Linked DNA regions of Mus musculus: all the other regions are linked to region 1. Evidence: chromatin contacts called from public HiChIP or PLAC-seq and Micro-C data. All regions are on one chromosome and are shown on one strand. Each heading gives the region's core, a stretch centred on a gene start, on an enhancer-like site or on the middle of the called end of the contact. The rest is flanking DNA. Distances are from core to core; before and after follow the strand shown. Region 1 holds the start of Cpt2 (carnitine palmitoyltransferase 2). Region 2 holds the start of Lrp8 (low density lipoprotein receptor-related protein 8, apolipoprotein e receptor). Region 3 overlaps Podn (podocan).

Region 1 (5,034 bases), core at 1,105-3,604:
CCTGAAAAAGTTTAAGCAGATGATAATTCCAGGGCTCCTTCTAGACAGAGTCCAAGGCCACTGAGGCTAAAATGAAGCAGTGATAAGGAGGAACAGAGGGTGTGGCAATGGTTTCCTTATCCCAAGGGCCTCCTAATAGTCAGTCCAAAGAGCTGTGTTGCCATTCACCTCATTGAGGACTGTGGCTCTTTAACTGCAAAACTGCAGCCCTAATGGCAAATACACATCAGAAACGAAGTTCTGCCTGACCTCAAGGTTAGGGCTCCTTGCCAAGTGTGACATCGAGAGAGAGTATATTTTACTAGCTCGGAATTGCTGACACAGAAAGTCTCTCATCTAACTCCCACTTCACGATGAAGCACCAGGAACGTCGGCTGCTCCATGAGAGCATACAGTAGTAGGGTGGATTGGTTTGTTTTTTGTTTGTTGGTTTTGTTTTTGGAGGAAAGGGGCTCGTTGGCTTTTTTCCCAAGACAGGTTCTAAAATGTAGCTCTGGCTATCCTGGAACTCACAATATAGATGAGGCAGGCCTTGAACTCACAGCCAGCCTCCACCTTCTGAATGCTAAGATTAAAGGTATGCACTACTACCCTTGACTAGTGATAGTATTTATAATTCCAGGAACCTGCCACTACACCTGACAAGCAATATTATTTATACTTCCAGGATCTTACAGACGTTTGTGCTGTGGACAAGACTAAACTATGTTGAATATTCTTACAGTTTTCCAATTCTAAACTACCGACAGTCCACCTGATCTTAAACCTGGGTAAGGCACAGGCCTGCCTGAAAGTCAGTGCCCATCTGACTCAGCAAATGAAAACTCTCTTTCCCAAGCCCTCACCTTTCCCCTACATATTAATGCAGCTCACACAGGCTGTCTGGAGAAGCCAGGTCACACCCTCATCCTGCAATAGCAAAGTCCCTTTCTCTTTCCCCCTCCGTCCTGCTGAATTCAGATAACCTCACTGTAGCTGGTCTCACACATAAGCACACTGGGTTCTTGCTGAGAAGGCACGGTGGGCAGATGACACTGGGTTAAATAACTGCTGGACACGGAGGAAAACAAACCCCACAGCAGGGAACAATACCATGGTACAATGTGTGTCTTTTCCCGGATGGAGCAGGAAGGATCACTGGCAGCTGGGCCAGGACAGTGAGGGGGATTTGAAACAGGTTTGGAGCTTGGTTTGGGAAATAAACAATGAATGCAAAGACAATTTAGGTTTGGCTTAGAGTGAAGGTAATTTCTATTCTGGCAACCTAGAACAAAGCTGAGAGATCAACGAGAAAACTAGACTCCAGATTTAAGGAAGTACTGGGTATTGGGGACAGGGGGTGACGGACATGGAGGAACACTTATTAGGGCTGTTTGAATAGGTCAGGTAGTGTGGGTGAGGTGTTGGGGACCACCCGAAAGAGTGCTGAGGAAGGTTTGGTGGGTATGAAAAAGTTCTAGGTTAAGGCTGACCTTAGAAGATGGAGCAGAAGATGGAGAATGCTAAAATGAGGATAAAGATGTGCTTGCAGCAACGATGGGACACTACCAGAACAGGTACTGGAAGAGGAGTGGGCTGGGTGTTCTCAGCAACAGGTAAAGGTGAATAGGGGACACTGACCCGAGGGAGACCCATGTTAGGAACTGGCTATCCTCCCTCAATGGGGGTGCCCTATATCTTTAATCTCAGCACTCTACAGGCAGAAGCAAGAGGATCTCTAATAGGCCATCCTGGTCTACAGAGCTAGTTCTAGGGCACACAAACCCTCAAAACAAAACAAGGAATTGACCACCCTAGTAGAAAGGATTCGGGTGATTTTCAGGCATTAAGTGTGTAGGGCTCAGGATAGCTGTCTGAAAGATTAATGGAGCGGGCAGGAGTTTGTAGGATTCAAGATGAACTTGTAGACGGGAGGGTTGCGGAGGAGACTTTAAAGTTTCTGAATCTTCTGAGCCAGGGAATTTTCAAAGTCTCAGGCTTTCCAAGCTGGGGAATGTGACTGCCTCCAGGGCCGGAGGTTCAGGGCAAGTCCTAAGCACCAGGAGTCGGGTCTGGGCCGGGGCCAGGAGGCTGGGCTCACCTGGGCAGGCTGTCCTGGTAGTGCATGGTGGGTACGATGCTGTGCTGCAGATACTCGGCGGGCCCCGAGACAGCACTTAAGGGCCGACTAGGGGCTCCCAGGACAAGCGAGGGGCACCGGGGCCAGTCACGCAACAGCAGGCGCGGCATCATCGTCCCGGGCGGCAATGGCGGCTTGAGGACGCGGTGGCTGAGGGAGTTCCCGAGCAAGCAGGCCGCTGCCCTCAGGCCCGGGACACCCGTAGAGACTTAACGTCCAGTTCAACTCCGCCCACAGGGGCACTTCCGGGCACCGATAGGCGGTGGCCCCGCCCACACTTGGCCTCTCCCAGAGCCCGCCCACATCGTGGCCACGCCCAAGAGGCGGCCACGCCCACCTGGGCCGGAAGCGGTCTCTAAACTATAGTAAGCCCAGCTTCTTGCCCGAAGGTGGCAGGCATGTAACTCTGAAGCTAACCTCTTTTCCTTTCACAGAACTGGATAGAAATCAAAAGTAGAGAAAAAAGAAACGCTGAAACTTGGCATTTGGCAGACCTATCCTTGTCAAGGCTTGGTCTCTAGAGACCAAGAACATTTCAAACCTTTGTCTTCTAAGTAGAGAACAAGATCAACAAACGCCTCCACAGTTCTAGATTTACTGAACAATAGTCATACTTATTTCACCAATATAATTTGTTAGGCAGAATACTTTACTCATACTAGGTCCGTGTAGCATTCCCCAAGCCTGAAGTCTTTGAAGTGTGTGGCTTCGCGGGGCGGGGGGGGGTGGGGGTGGGGTGGGGTGGGGGGGGGATAGGGAACTTTCGGGATAGCATTTGAAATGTAAAGAAAATATCTAATAAAAATATTATTAAAAATGTATAACTGGAAATTGGGGGTGCATGCCTGTAATCTGAAGGAGAGGCAGAGGCAGAGTGTCAAGAATTCTAGCCTATATTCAGCTACATAGCGAGTTGGAAGCCATCCTGGGCTACACGGGACTGTGTCTTAATCAAAACAAGAGGAAGGAAGGAAAAAGAATGTACAGGAACCAGAAATGAGCATCCTTTTTCAGATTGAATATTTCAAAGGAAAAAAACAAAACAGGTTCCCTACCAAGAGGAAACCCTTGTCCTCTAGTTCTGGGTGTCTTTTAGCCTCAGTCCACCGTAGGAGGCTACCTGTCAGCACACATGGGTCCTGAAGTCCCAAACTTTTCAGGAATTCAAAGATTCTTGAACGTGAACATCCCCATCCATCGCTAAACCACCACAGGCAAGCAACATATACCATACCCCTCTGGTCTCTGCCTCATCTGTAGCTAAAGAAGTAATAGGTTCTGCTACCACTTATTTTACATAGTGAATTATTCTCACTTGAAGCACAACAGAATTCCATTCTGGAAACACAACCTTCCTTTAGCTCCAGCTGTCTGTCAGGACCCTGTAGATCTGAAGCAGCCAAGTACATTTTGTCTGTTCCATAAGTAGGTAGGCAGAGCCATGAGCTGGAACACATCCCAAAGGGCACTGGATTTGGAGTTCAGGGGACCTGAGTTTGTTTCTCGGGCTCTGTCCTTATTTAGATGACCAGCAGTTAAACAGGAAACTCACTTACCAGCTCCATACTGAAGAACTTTTCTTCATTGACTGAAGAGCTAAGCACAGAATTCAAAGCTAGTGGGAACCAGGGATGTAACTCAGTGGGCAGGGTGTTTGCCTAGCATGCATGAAACCCTAGGTTTGATCCCTAGTATCACATAAACCAACCAAATATGGTGGTGCATGCCTGTAATCCCAGCACTGGGAAGGTGGAGGCCTGAGAATTGATTCGATGTTGACGGGTGGGATGGCTCAGGGAGTAAGGTCCTTGGCACTGATGATGATCTGAGTTAAGTCCCTGAGACACAATGGTGGAAAAGGAGAACAGACTTGTGAAGGATGTCCTCTGACCTCCACACACAACATAATAAAATGGCAATTTTAAAACAAAATTTTAAAAATACCAAACTTCTAATTTTCCTCCCTTGAGAACAGACCTATCTGGCCCAAATTCAAAGTATCAGAATCTCTTGTCTGTACTGTAGAGTGTCATAGGAAGAATATAAAATCCTTTCTGAAAAAGTTCATTTGTCAGGCCAGGAATGCTGGCCTTTAATCCCAGCCCTTGGGAAGCAGAGGGAAACGATTCTGTGTGAGTTCGAGGCCAGCCTGGTCTACAGAGTGAGTTCCAGGATATCCAGGGCTACACAGAGAAACTGTCTCAAAAACAAAAGATCAGTTGTCTCCAAATCCTAGTAGTTTTCAAAACCTTGAAACCTGTGGGGATACTGTCGTCCCTTGAGTGGCGCACCACAAAAGTGACTGAGCCACAAAAGCCATCAAAGTGAACGTTCTTAGAAACAAGAGACTTTAACTAGAGAGGAGGAGAAAGAGTTCACACTTCAACGAAAAGATCCAGCTGGTAAAGGGAGACCGAACCCAGCATAAGTAAACAGCCAAGTAGTCAAAGAAATGAGAAAGTGGTACCTAGAATCGGCTGGGCTTGAGTCCTGAGTTGCCAAGTTCCACCAGGCTTTACCTAGAACAAACACTGCATGACAGTATGGTTGTTAAAGGAGAACCCTAAGTGCAGGGGGAACTTAACCAAGCAGGCCCACTGTCTACTGGACTCTCCCCATGTTTCCACACTCACCCATGATGACTGTACGCCTAGATGGGATTCCACTGTTGCAGATGTCCCTCAAACACTTTGGGACAGGGACGTACTAGAGGACATGGGTGTCATCCTTACAATGGGCGATCAGGCCTTCTTTGATGACATTGTGGAACATGAACAACTGGGCCTAACTGGCCTCCTAAAGGGGATCACCACCAATCCTAAGGGACACTGCCCACCCAGAGCCTCCTTCCATCATGGTATCTGACCCCATACTGCTGGCCTGGCTGTCAGATGTCAATATCTGGGTAGATCAAT
Region 2 (5,034 bases), core at 1,656-4,155, 120 kb before region 1:
GATGTCCCTGAACAACCCATTCTCTGGGTTGCTCATCCTCTTGTGACTTCATCACTGTCTATCCAGAGCTGTCTTGGTCCTTAGACCAGAGAGCCCTAAGGGCAGGAATGGAGTTTTGTCATTTATGACCCCCCACAGCTGAGCAAGCTTTCTGGTCCTGGGGCAAACTTGTGGGGCCACACCACTCTTTAACAAGCCACCAGTGGAGACAAAGCAGGGACTAGGAAGCCCTTCTGATCTGAGGCCTCTGCACAGAAGTGGATCTAACAGTAGTTCAGAGAGATTGGCCCTCAGGGCCATGGGAAACTTCTCCAGAAGTTTCTGTAGAGAGAGTAGAAGCTTTTTACAGAGGCCTAGGGCTGGACAGATCCAGCCCAGGTGAATGTCCCACGAAGAGGGTACAGGTCGGAAGAGGTCTGAAACCCAGCTCTCAGGGGCAGGTGAGGAGCAGGCTGGTGTGAGGAGCAGGCCCGTGGGCCTGCTGTGGAGGCCTCCCAGACTGGTTTTTGAAAACTCTCTGTACCATAGACAGGCCTTGAACTTGTGCTCCTCCTACTGTAGTCCCCCTAGTAGCTCAAATTTTGAGCTACTGCCCACTGAGCTATATTCCCAGGCTGGGCAATTTGTATTTTTTGAGGTTTGGGGTTATCAGAGGTTTTTGAGGAGGGTGTTTTGGATAATAGTAACAGTAACTAATGTTCATTAGGCATCTACTGTGCTCTGGACATGACTCTCATGCAACCACATGTAATCTAAACCTCACCTCAGCCTGTGTGGTGAGCACTGCGACCCCCCCCCCCATGCCATCTTTTATACGGAGAACCTGAACCACGGAAGTGGAAGCAACCATGTCCATATAGTCAGGGAAGGAAGGGCAGGCCCAGACCCAAAGGCCAATGCTCTTATCCTTTTGAGCTGTAGCCTAAACTTTACCCCATGCAAACATCTTAGCACAGAAGGAACCATCAAGACTGCCTAGTTCCCAGCTTCCCTGAGGCCCGATAATGGGACTGAGTTTCCCAGGAGTGCAGAGCAGAAGCCATGTGAGGCTGGACAGGTGAATCTGGGTTGCAGGAGGGGGTCCATCCTAACCTTCGAGGGTGTCGCAGTGGGTATCATTGTGCTTGGGACAAAATCCAAACTCCTTACTGTGGCCTACAAAGCTATCCTGTGATTGGGCCTTGTGGACTCCCCAAAGCTCCTCCCCACCACCATGCGCTTACTTCTCCCATCACTAGTTTACCACGATGGGATGTGTCTCCATTGCTCTTCCCTCTGCCAAGAATAGCATGCGTTTGACCGTCATGTGGTCAGGCTCCTCGCTGTCAGTGAAACATGATCGCCTCTCTAACTTACCTCCGTGCTCTCATGTTGTTTATTTTCTCATCACAACTATGATGCTGTGATAGTGTGATAGAACTCTTTTTTTTTTTCTTCTTCTGTATTTCTCTCTTCTAACTAATATGTAACATCGGGAGGTTGGGGAAGTACCTTATTTACGATGCTGCAGCCTTGGGCACAACACACACAGCACATGCTGTGTAAGATTTCTTCTGTTGATGGTCTGTCTTCCCCTCACTGTGGCCAGGACTTCCAGACCCATGGAGCCTTAACGTGACCAAAGGATGATGCACTTGTGGTTTCCCAAGGTCTGTGGTTGCCATAGCTATTGTCATGGGCTACCCTTTGCGGGGGAAGATATGAGACTGAGAGGACTGTTGACCTAGCGGGGCTGTGCACCCATCCAGCTTGGCATAGGAATCACAGCTTCCACGATTGCTTGCTTGCTTTCTCTCTCTTTCCCTTTCTTTCTTTCTTTCTTTCTTTCTTTCTTTCTTTCTTTCTTTCTTTCTTTCTCTCTCTCTCTCTCTCTCTCTCTCTTTCTCTCTTTCTCTCTTTCTCTCTTTCTCTCTTTCTTTCTTTCTTTCTTTCTTTCTTTCTTTCTTTCTTTCTTTCTTTCTTTCTTTCTTTCTTTCTTTCTTTCTTCCTTTTTTTTTTTCTGAAGAGAGAGGGCCTATTTAACACTGGGCCTTGGCACCCTCGCGCGGGCCTGGTTTACAACCCGTGCCCAAGAATCACACTCTGAGATTGTTGTGCTGCTGGGCCAGGCTCACCGGCAGGTGGCTGAAATCCAGTCTAAGCGTTGCCCTTCTGACAAGGAAGAGTAGGGGAGGTGGGGTCGCACTGCTAGAGGAGGGGCCTTCTTTGTGCAGAGGCTAGTGGAGCCCAGAGACACTAGATGTGCTGCCTCTGGCGGCAAGGATGACACATCTGGGCCTCCACAGTCCTTGCCCTTCTCTGCAGCAGCAAGGGTTACCTTGCCATGTCTTCAGGGCCCTTGATCTGCTCCTCTGCGGGGTCCAACAGAGAAGGATGAATATGGATAACAGTCTGTGCACCAGACACTCACCTCTCTCAGGATCACACAGTGATAATCACAGATGCACACGGTCGCAGAAAGCGACTCATCTAATCTGAAGCTATGACAGGTCTTGCCCAGCACCCCTAGATTCTCCCTGGCAATGCTTTCAGCCTTCCCGCGCTCTGCGCGTTCACTGCAACGGCTTGTGAGTCTCCTTCTCCCGAGCTCGGGCTCTCCTCCATACGCCTCCTTCTCTCACCCTCTTGCCACCTCCACGGGGAAACCAGGGGGGCCAGAGCCTAGCCGGGCTCGTCCTAGCGTCTACAGCTCTTAGCACCTGCGCGCACACAGAGCAGGATCATGGGGCTCGGACCGAGAGAGGAGGGGACAAGGACAGGCGGGGGAGGAGAAGAGGCGGCGGCGGGAGGAGCGTGGGGCGGAGGCGGCGGCGGGAGGGAGCGCGCGCGCCGGCGGCGGCTGCCCAGGGCCGGGGCCGCGCGCCCAGCCTGAGCCCGCCCCGCCGCCGAGCGTCACCGAACCTGCTTGAAATGCAGCCGGGGAGCCGGGGCGGGCGGCAGCGGTGGTGGTGGCGGCGGCGGCAGCGGCAGCCCCGGCGCCGCGGCAAGGACTTGGCGGGCTGAGGCGCGGCGGCGGCGCGGGGGTCTCGGGGCGCGGCGGCCGGAGCCCCGGGCCCGCTATGGGCCGCCCAGAACTGGGCGCGCTCCGGCCGCTGGCGCTGTTGCTGTTGCTGCTGCTGCAGCTTCAGCATCTCTCCGCAGCGGATCCGCTGCCGGGCGGCCAAGGTGCGTACGGCGCTTCCCGGGCCGGCTCGCAGCCGCCAACCAACAAAGCGCGGCCGGCGGTGGGGGTTGCTGTACGGCGAGGTCCCGATAGAGAGGCTCCGGGGACCCTAGCTCCCTGGATTTGCCTTGGACCTCCTCCCCGCTACCCCCACGGTTTTGGTTACCGAAGCTCTACCCCAGCTCCGGGCACCCTCTTAATGGGGGATGGGCGCCGGGCACCCCCCCCCCGGCCCGTGAACTTTGCGGGGGGTAGTCCTTCAGGGTCTGGGGTTTGGTTTAATTTGACACGCGCGCTCCATAGCGGCGATGAGCGAAGTGGTACAGTCTTTTCTGACAATGCGTTTCCGGGGACCCCTGTGGGCCGAGGAGACTGACAGGTTGTGAAGGGACTGAGCCCCTGCACCGGGTGCGTGTCGCCAGTGTGCGGGGCTTCCCGCAGACTAGGTTTGTGTGGACCTGACTTGGCGTTGTGTGTAAGGGTGAATGTGTCTGAAGGCGGGGTATAGCCACGGGCCGTTAAGCGCTTGTCGGGTCTCGCTGTGCCATCAGTCGGTCCTGCAGTGGAGGACCCGTGGCATCCTGTCCTTTCTCGGAATTAAGGTGCTTGGAGATCCAGAGCTCACCGATATCTCCCCCTTTCCCATACCCGCTGGACTTCTCGGCAGCCAGGGCTGCAGGGTGGGGAGCGGGCTCCTGTGCAGTGACCCAGCTCACCGCCCCCAACCCCCGCAGGGCCAGTCAAGGAGTGTGAAGAGGACCAGTTTCGGTGTCGGAACGAGCGCTGCATTCCCTTGGTGTGGAGATGCGATGAGGACAACGACTGCTCGGACAACAGCGACGAGGACGACTGCCGTGAGTCGCGGCGACCAGGGGAGGGGAAACGGGGGGGGGGGGGGATCATGCTCCGCTGCGCACGTGGCTGCATCCGTCATGGGGCCACCTGCCCCAGGCTGGCGGCCTTGTTCTGGGATGGGTGGCTCAGCTGTCGGCGGGAGCTGGGTGGCAGGCGTGTCCTGCTTAGGGTGGAGCCCAGCGCGGCTTGCTGAAGCTACTAGCCCGAGACTGTGGGCGTGGACGCGGCAGCCCCTGCACACCTCTTAGCTCTATGGATCGGATCCCCAATCTGGGCCTCACTGGGAGCGCGCACTTCAAAGTTCCACGCAGCTCGGGCCACGAGGGGCTTTTCCTTGCTCGGTTTTATGAATGAATGGGCTCCCCGGGGCCACTGATTGGCTGCGCAAGGACCACCCCATAGGCCTGTGGCCGGAGCGGCCAATCCTGGGGCTGACGGTGTGCTGTAAAGGGCTCTAGGCCCTGCCCTGGCCCGCCCCGGCCGCACCCCCGCGCGCATCCTCCGGGTGGTAGGCTCAGGTCCTGGTCACAGTCTGCTGCCTTTCTGCCGAGTCACCCTTCAGAGAGCGTTTTCCTCCTGCCAGCCTAGTCTGGGTGTGAGTCATGGGGCCAACAGCAAGGAGGGGCTCAGGAGGAAGAGTGTGTTTCCTGGAAGCCACCGGAGCAACGGCAGTGAAGGCAGGCCAAATGCTAACCCCACTGCCTTTGCTGAGCGTGGCCTTTGTACACCCTGTGCAACCGGTGGAAGTTCCCCCTTGTGCGGGCGCGTGAGGGGTGTCTTTGGGGCCAGCGGCAATGGAGTCAGCAGGCGTTCTCTGCTGTGAAAGGAATTTAGTTCCTGGTACCAAGAACCTACACTCTTCTAGCCACGTCTTCCTAGGAGGCCTTTCAGTTGTCATTACAGAGGCCTGCTGTCTGCCTGCCGATGTTAGGTGTACAGGATCAGGCCGGCCGGCTCTGCAGTGTCGGAACACAGTGACAGAATGTGGAGGACACCAGGTGGGCACACACCAAGCA
Region 3 (5,034 bases), core at 1,271-3,770, 96 kb after region 1:
ACAGCATATCCCATGAGCATCCTTGCCACCAGTGCCAAAAGGAGTGCCAAACAGTTTTACCTGAGTTTTACGTGGCCTCCCCTTGGCTACTGCACTCCCTGCCTTCCCAGTCATCCTCTCCACCCCCACCTCTCCCTCAGTTGCTCCCTATGACGTCACAAGCATTCCATGTAGACACATTCAGTTATGGACAGCAGTACCCACCTCCAGACTCTGAGTACTGAAGCAGTTTTAGTCCCCTACCCCCTACATCTAGAGAAGTCCATGAATGTATTAAGTGTGTGTGTGAGTGTGGTCATATGTAAGCCTGTGTGAATAGGTACCCAGACACACCTCCATGCATATATCCATAGGCACATGTGTGCACACAGATATGGGCCTATGATTGTGTCTTGGACTAAAGTATGTATATATGTACACATGTGTAGATGCTTGTGTTACATGTATGTGTATGTATTAACTACCTATGGCTGTCCCCTCCCTCCCTGCCCTAGACAAGCTCTTCTAGCCCCTCAGTATCTAGCCCTATCTCAAGGCCTACAGTGATGAGATTCCCATCTCCAGCCCAGGCCTTTCCTCTGAGCCCCAGACTTAGGAGTCTCTGTACCCCAGAGTATCTCCCAGCACAGTACTCATCTCCCTGAGCTAGAGTAAATGCCTTAGCACAAACTGGCTTCTGTGGGCAAGCAGACACACACACATACACACACACACACACACACACACACACACACATACACACACATACACACACACATACACGCATACACACATACATGTACACATAGATACATACACCTACGCATACATACACACATATACACACATACACACACATACAAACACACATACACATATACACACATACATACACATACAAACACACACACACACACACACACACCTCACATGGTGCAATCCTGCATGCAAACGAAATGACAGGTTTTCAAAATGAAGGGATAGAACAGAGACAGGGTGAAGTTGACACACAGAAAGCCAAGGCAGGTCAGGGACAGCAGGGAGTGGTGAGAGGTGCCTTCACACCCGCACAGACCACCCACCTGGGTTTCATCCATGTCACTTTGTCCTATCTAGTTTCCTCTTCCTCATCTTCCTCTTCCTCCTCTTCTTCCTCTTCCTCATCTTTGTCCTTGGAACCATTACCAAACTCAAAGTTGCCTTCAATGTCCAAGACCTGCAGGTGTTTCAGCCTCCGGAAGGCGCTTTCCACCACGGAGCCCACAGCCAGCTTGTTGAACCTGAGTGGTGGTCCATGGGTCAGCGGCAGGAGGCCTGGCTGATGCCCTCACACCTACCCAGCTCAGAGGGGAAAGGGGGGAGGGGTGGTATTTGGGAGTGCTACAGCAAGTTTTGAAGGGGGTGCGTGAAGAAGCACAGTACACCCCTGACAAAGAGATCTGTCAGGACACCGTTAGCTTGGAGGAAGGGGGTGGCAAAGGCAAGGAATGTCTCCTTCTATGCATAGTCACTTCATGTGCAGAGAGATGCCTCTGCTGCCCTTCCCCACTAACCTCAAGATCTGACTGGCACACAGGCAAGGCCTGGCTGAGCTGTAAGGAACGTACTCAGCCCAACACTGAAGGCCGGGTCATACCACCCAGTGTCACCACCCTGGGCCTGTCTTCTATTCTGTCTTCTCTCTGATTTGAGTGGGTCGAGTTGGAATGGGGGGTGGGGGAGCATCTGAGAAGAAGCCAGAGTCTGTGAGGTCTGAGTTCTCTGAAGTCCTAACCCCGGAGCCCAGTGGGGCCCCAGGCGTCTGTGTTCTTGGTCTGACACCTGAGCCCCACCTGGCTGACTGAACACAGCTGTCACCCATGTCTTCACAGCTGGGGGTTACTCGTGAGATGTTCTCTGGGCTTCCTCCTGTACCACATTAGCATCAACAGCACCCTGTACTTGTTTTGAATGTTTCTGATGCCACTAGCAGACCTGTGAGCCATTGCAGCCTGGCAGGGTATGCTCACTCTCGGGGGCTGAGGTGGCACGGGCTTGTGGGGGTCCTGCAGTGTACTCAGCCAGGCTCCACACCCACACTCTAGCTGCCAGCTGTTCCCCCAGCTCTCAGCTGTCCCTCTACTGTTATAGTGCTGTCTGGATGAGAGCAGGGCGGCAGGGACTTCCTACCTGAGAAAGATCCCCTTAAGGTTGGGAGTGGAGTCAAAGGCGTTGGCAGGAACGGCACTAATCTTGTTATTCTGCAGGTACAGATACTCCAGAGATGGGGGGAGCCCCTCAGGGACCTCTGTGAGCTGATTCCCAGCGATGTCCAGCAGCTGCAGGGGGGGGGGGGGGGATGTGCGTGTCAAGGACTTACCAGCTCACAGACTCCTACCAAGCCACAATCGATCTCTAGTGAGGGGAGGGGTCTGACAACCACGGTTTCCAGGTGGAGAAACAGCTCAGCGAGGTTAATCCCTTTGTAAGAGGCTGGAATGTGCTGAGCCAGACTCCACACACTTGTTCTAATTGACGTGGGTCCTGCCCACTCCCTCCTGCCTTTGCACATGAAGTCATAGCCCAGCTGCTTGCATGTCACAGGCTTGTCACACAGGCTTTCCTCTTCAGTCTACCTGTCACTCCCATCAGATTAAACACATCAAGATCCACACATGCAGGTCACATGTGCAGGGGCTAGGAAAGCGGGTACAAGGTTTGTAGAAACCCTGGCACAACCAGCAGGCCCCAGGCTGGTCAGGCTCTGAGTCACCTTGTGCCTGAAGCCCAGGAGCGATAGCCAGGGAAGTGGGGGAGGGGGCCTGGCACACACTGGCTCTGTGGTCACCCTCGTTACCTCTCATATGCACCTTCTCCAGACCCACCCTAGTGCTACCCTGGGACAGGACGACATGATCTGTACGCTCCTTCATTATCTCAAGAGGCTGGGATACAGGGTCATCCAATAGGCTCACATCCCACACAGCTTGGTAAGCTAGCATCAGCATTGCACTAAAGCCCAGAACTTCCAATTCTGTCACCTCCCCGGCCCACAGGGCTTGTTTCCCATTTTGTCTCCACAGCCATTGGCACTGTCCTCAGTCTCTGCTGTCAGTCCCTCCCTCATTCATTCCAGAGACACTCGGTGCCCATGGGTGCCAGAGCATGGACTCCGTGAGACACCATCTCCACATTCAGGAAGCCAGTCCGGCTGTGGAGATGGACCAGAGCCTGACAAAACAACCTTGGGCTTGGCTGTAATCAGGGAGTGGGGAAGGGATTCATCCAGCTCTGAGCCAGGAAATGCTTTCCAGGGCATTAGCACAGGGTGGATTTGAGGCAAAAAGAGCAAGTTGCCAGTCAAAAGACTCAGTGTGAGGGGGAATCCCCTTTGCCTTGCTTACCAGGCTGAGGCTCGGGGAGGTATCTAACCTGCCTGTCCCCGCTAAAGGGTAAGAATGTGTTCTAGGCGAGGTGACACTCAAGCTGAGTCCTAGATATACCCTAACAAGAGTGGTACTCCCTTCTTCCTCATAGGATCCCCAGTTCTGGAACAACAGTGTCTAGTACAAATATGGGGACTCTTTAAGACGGAAGGAAGGAAGGAAGGAAGGAACAAACGAATAGGTGTCTCCTGTAAGAATGCAGGTATTGTGCTTCCAGTAGAAGAGCCACGGTGTGCTGGAGCAGGAGCAGACAGAGGCTTGAAACCCCCAGCAGGGAGTCTGGCCCCGGACCTCAGGGAAGCAGGGAGCTATAGAAGACTGGACAGGAATCTGTGTGAACAGGTGTTTTGCAGGTACAGGAATGGTGAGATACTAGGACGGTGGGTGAGGTTCAGCTGAGAAATACGGTGGCTTGGCTGGGATATAAGCAGCCTAACTGGAGAGCTGTAGCTGGGTTAGGTGCCTGAGGCAGGCAACAGAGACAAGAAGTATGCCAAGCCCCTCTCCCCTTTAGTGAGTTAGTCAATGTAACAAGAGGAAGCCAAGTTGTGCTCCTGAGGGTCAGCTTTAAGGGCCACATGGAGGCTGGGTTCTGGTATATGGCTCTCAGCAGGGTGGTCTGAATGAGGAGAGATCCCAGCCAGGCCACAGAGCCAGCTTCTTCACCCTGCTAAGCTCAGGGTACTTCCTGGCTTCTCTCTGACCCCACCTCTCCACAGCATGCTTTGAAAACACCCATCCTGATGGCAGTTCCCACCCCTCGGCCAGTAGTGAGCATGTCAGAGTGAAATGTGGGCCCCTCCTTCTACCCTCTGGTGAACTGGCCTGGCCACATAGAGACACAGGTTACTGTGTTCGCTGTGCCCTTTGCTCTTGCACCTATAAGTAGGTTGGACTGCATGGCCACGGCCCTCCTACACTAAGGCCCGCCTCCCCAGCGTGTATCCAATGAATAAGCTCAGTCTGGCTATCCCACCCGGAACCTGGCTCCTGGCAAAACTGTCACTCATCCTAGCAGCTGAGTAGGCTTATCCTAGTAGGTCCACCATCCTTCTTCCTCCCTGTGCCCCCCACCCACCCCAACATGGCCCATTCCTGTAGTACCTGCAGACCAGCAAGGTCCACCCAGGCACGGGGTCCCAGGGCCCGGCTTCGCAGTCGGTTGCCTGTGAGGTAGAGTTCCCGAAGCTGGGCCATGCCAGCTAGTGCCCCACGTGCCAGGGCAGCCAGCTCATTCCGCTTGACCTTGAGCACGTGTACGTTTTTCGGCAGGCCTGGAGGCAGTGTTTGCAGACGGTTGCCAGACAAGTCAAGTGAACGCAGCAGGCGTAGCTTGCGGAAGGCATCTCGGTGCATCTGTGGGCTGGTGATGCGGTTGTAGCTGAGGTTGAGCTCTTCCAGGAAGTAGGTGGTAGCGAAGTCCTCACGGCCTATGCCTGTAATCTGGTTGTGCAGGATCATGAGGGTGCGCACTCGGCGGGGCAGGCCGCTGGGCACACGTTCCAGCGCGTTGTTGTATAGATGCACTGTGTGGAGCTTCTTGAGGCCCTGGAAGGCCAGTGGGTGGATACCCTTGGCCTGCAGCTGGTTGCTATGTAGCAGCAGGTACTCCAGGTTGCGGATGGGTGTC

What was found. A called contact is a pair of places that touch in the nucleus more often than the background predicts. HiChIP or PLAC-seq counts read pairs in DNA pulled down with a chosen protein or histone mark.
Region 2: a contact with region 1 is called in a Micro-C map of embryonic stem cells, with 2.3 times the contacts expected there. The contact joins the promoter of Lrp8 here to the promoter of Cpt2 in region 1. A contact is called at or near these places in 3 of 484 Hi-C or Micro-C datasets (CD4 T cells, embryonic stem cells and erythroblasts), 2 of 115 datasets of contacts at active chromatin or transcription factors (effector CD8 T cells and memory CD8 T cells) and 2 of 9 other capture datasets (adipose tissue and liver).
Region 3: a contact with region 1 is called in an H3K27ac HiChIP or PLAC-seq map of heart atrium, with 6 read pairs. The contact joins the enhancer-like site here to the promoter of Cpt2 in region 1. A contact is called at or near these places in 6 of 39 promoter capture datasets (embryonic stem cells, liver, stem cell-derived epiblast-like cells and 1 more), 2 of 484 Hi-C or Micro-C datasets (embryonic stem cells and rod photoreceptor), 6 of 115 datasets of contacts at active chromatin or transcription factors (embryonic stem cells, extraembryonic endoderm stem cells, fibro-adipogenic progenitors and 2 more) and 3 of 9 other capture datasets (adipose tissue, liver and pancreatic islet).

Annotation. Positions count from the first base shown.
Region 1 is chr4:107,921,235-107,926,268 of GRCm38.p6, forward strand. Cpt2 (carnitine palmitoyltransferase 2) reads right to left here and starts at 2,355. Exons shown (of 5, transcript NM_009949.2): 1 at 2,081-2,355. The coding sequence starts at 2,232.
Region 2 is chr4:107,799,354-107,804,387 of GRCm38.p6, forward strand. Lrp8 (low density lipoprotein receptor-related protein 8, apolipoprotein e receptor) reads left to right here and starts at 2,906. Exons shown (of 20, transcript NM_053073.3): 1 at 2,906-3,165; 2 at 3,898-4,017. The coding sequence starts at 3,060. Lrp8os3 (low density lipoprotein receptor-related protein 8, apolipoprotein e receptor, opposite strand 3) reads right to left here and starts at 2,711. Exons shown (of 2, transcript NR_168096.1): 1 at 2,411-2,711.
Region 3 is chr4:108,016,646-108,021,679 of GRCm38.p6, forward strand. Podn (podocan) reads right to left here. Exons shown (of 13, transcript NM_172874.4): 10 at 4,509-5,034; 11 at 2,149-2,297; 12 at 1,062-1,259. The coding sequence ends at 1,088. Among named protein-coding and RNA genes, the nearest start is that of Podn, 13 kb to the right of the region's middle. Within about 2 kb of position 2,521, at least 26 of the 459 cell types and tissues checked have an H3K27ac peak or open chromatin away from gene starts, as enhancers often do. A contact at or near this core is called in heart atrium and rod photoreceptor, where this site is marked.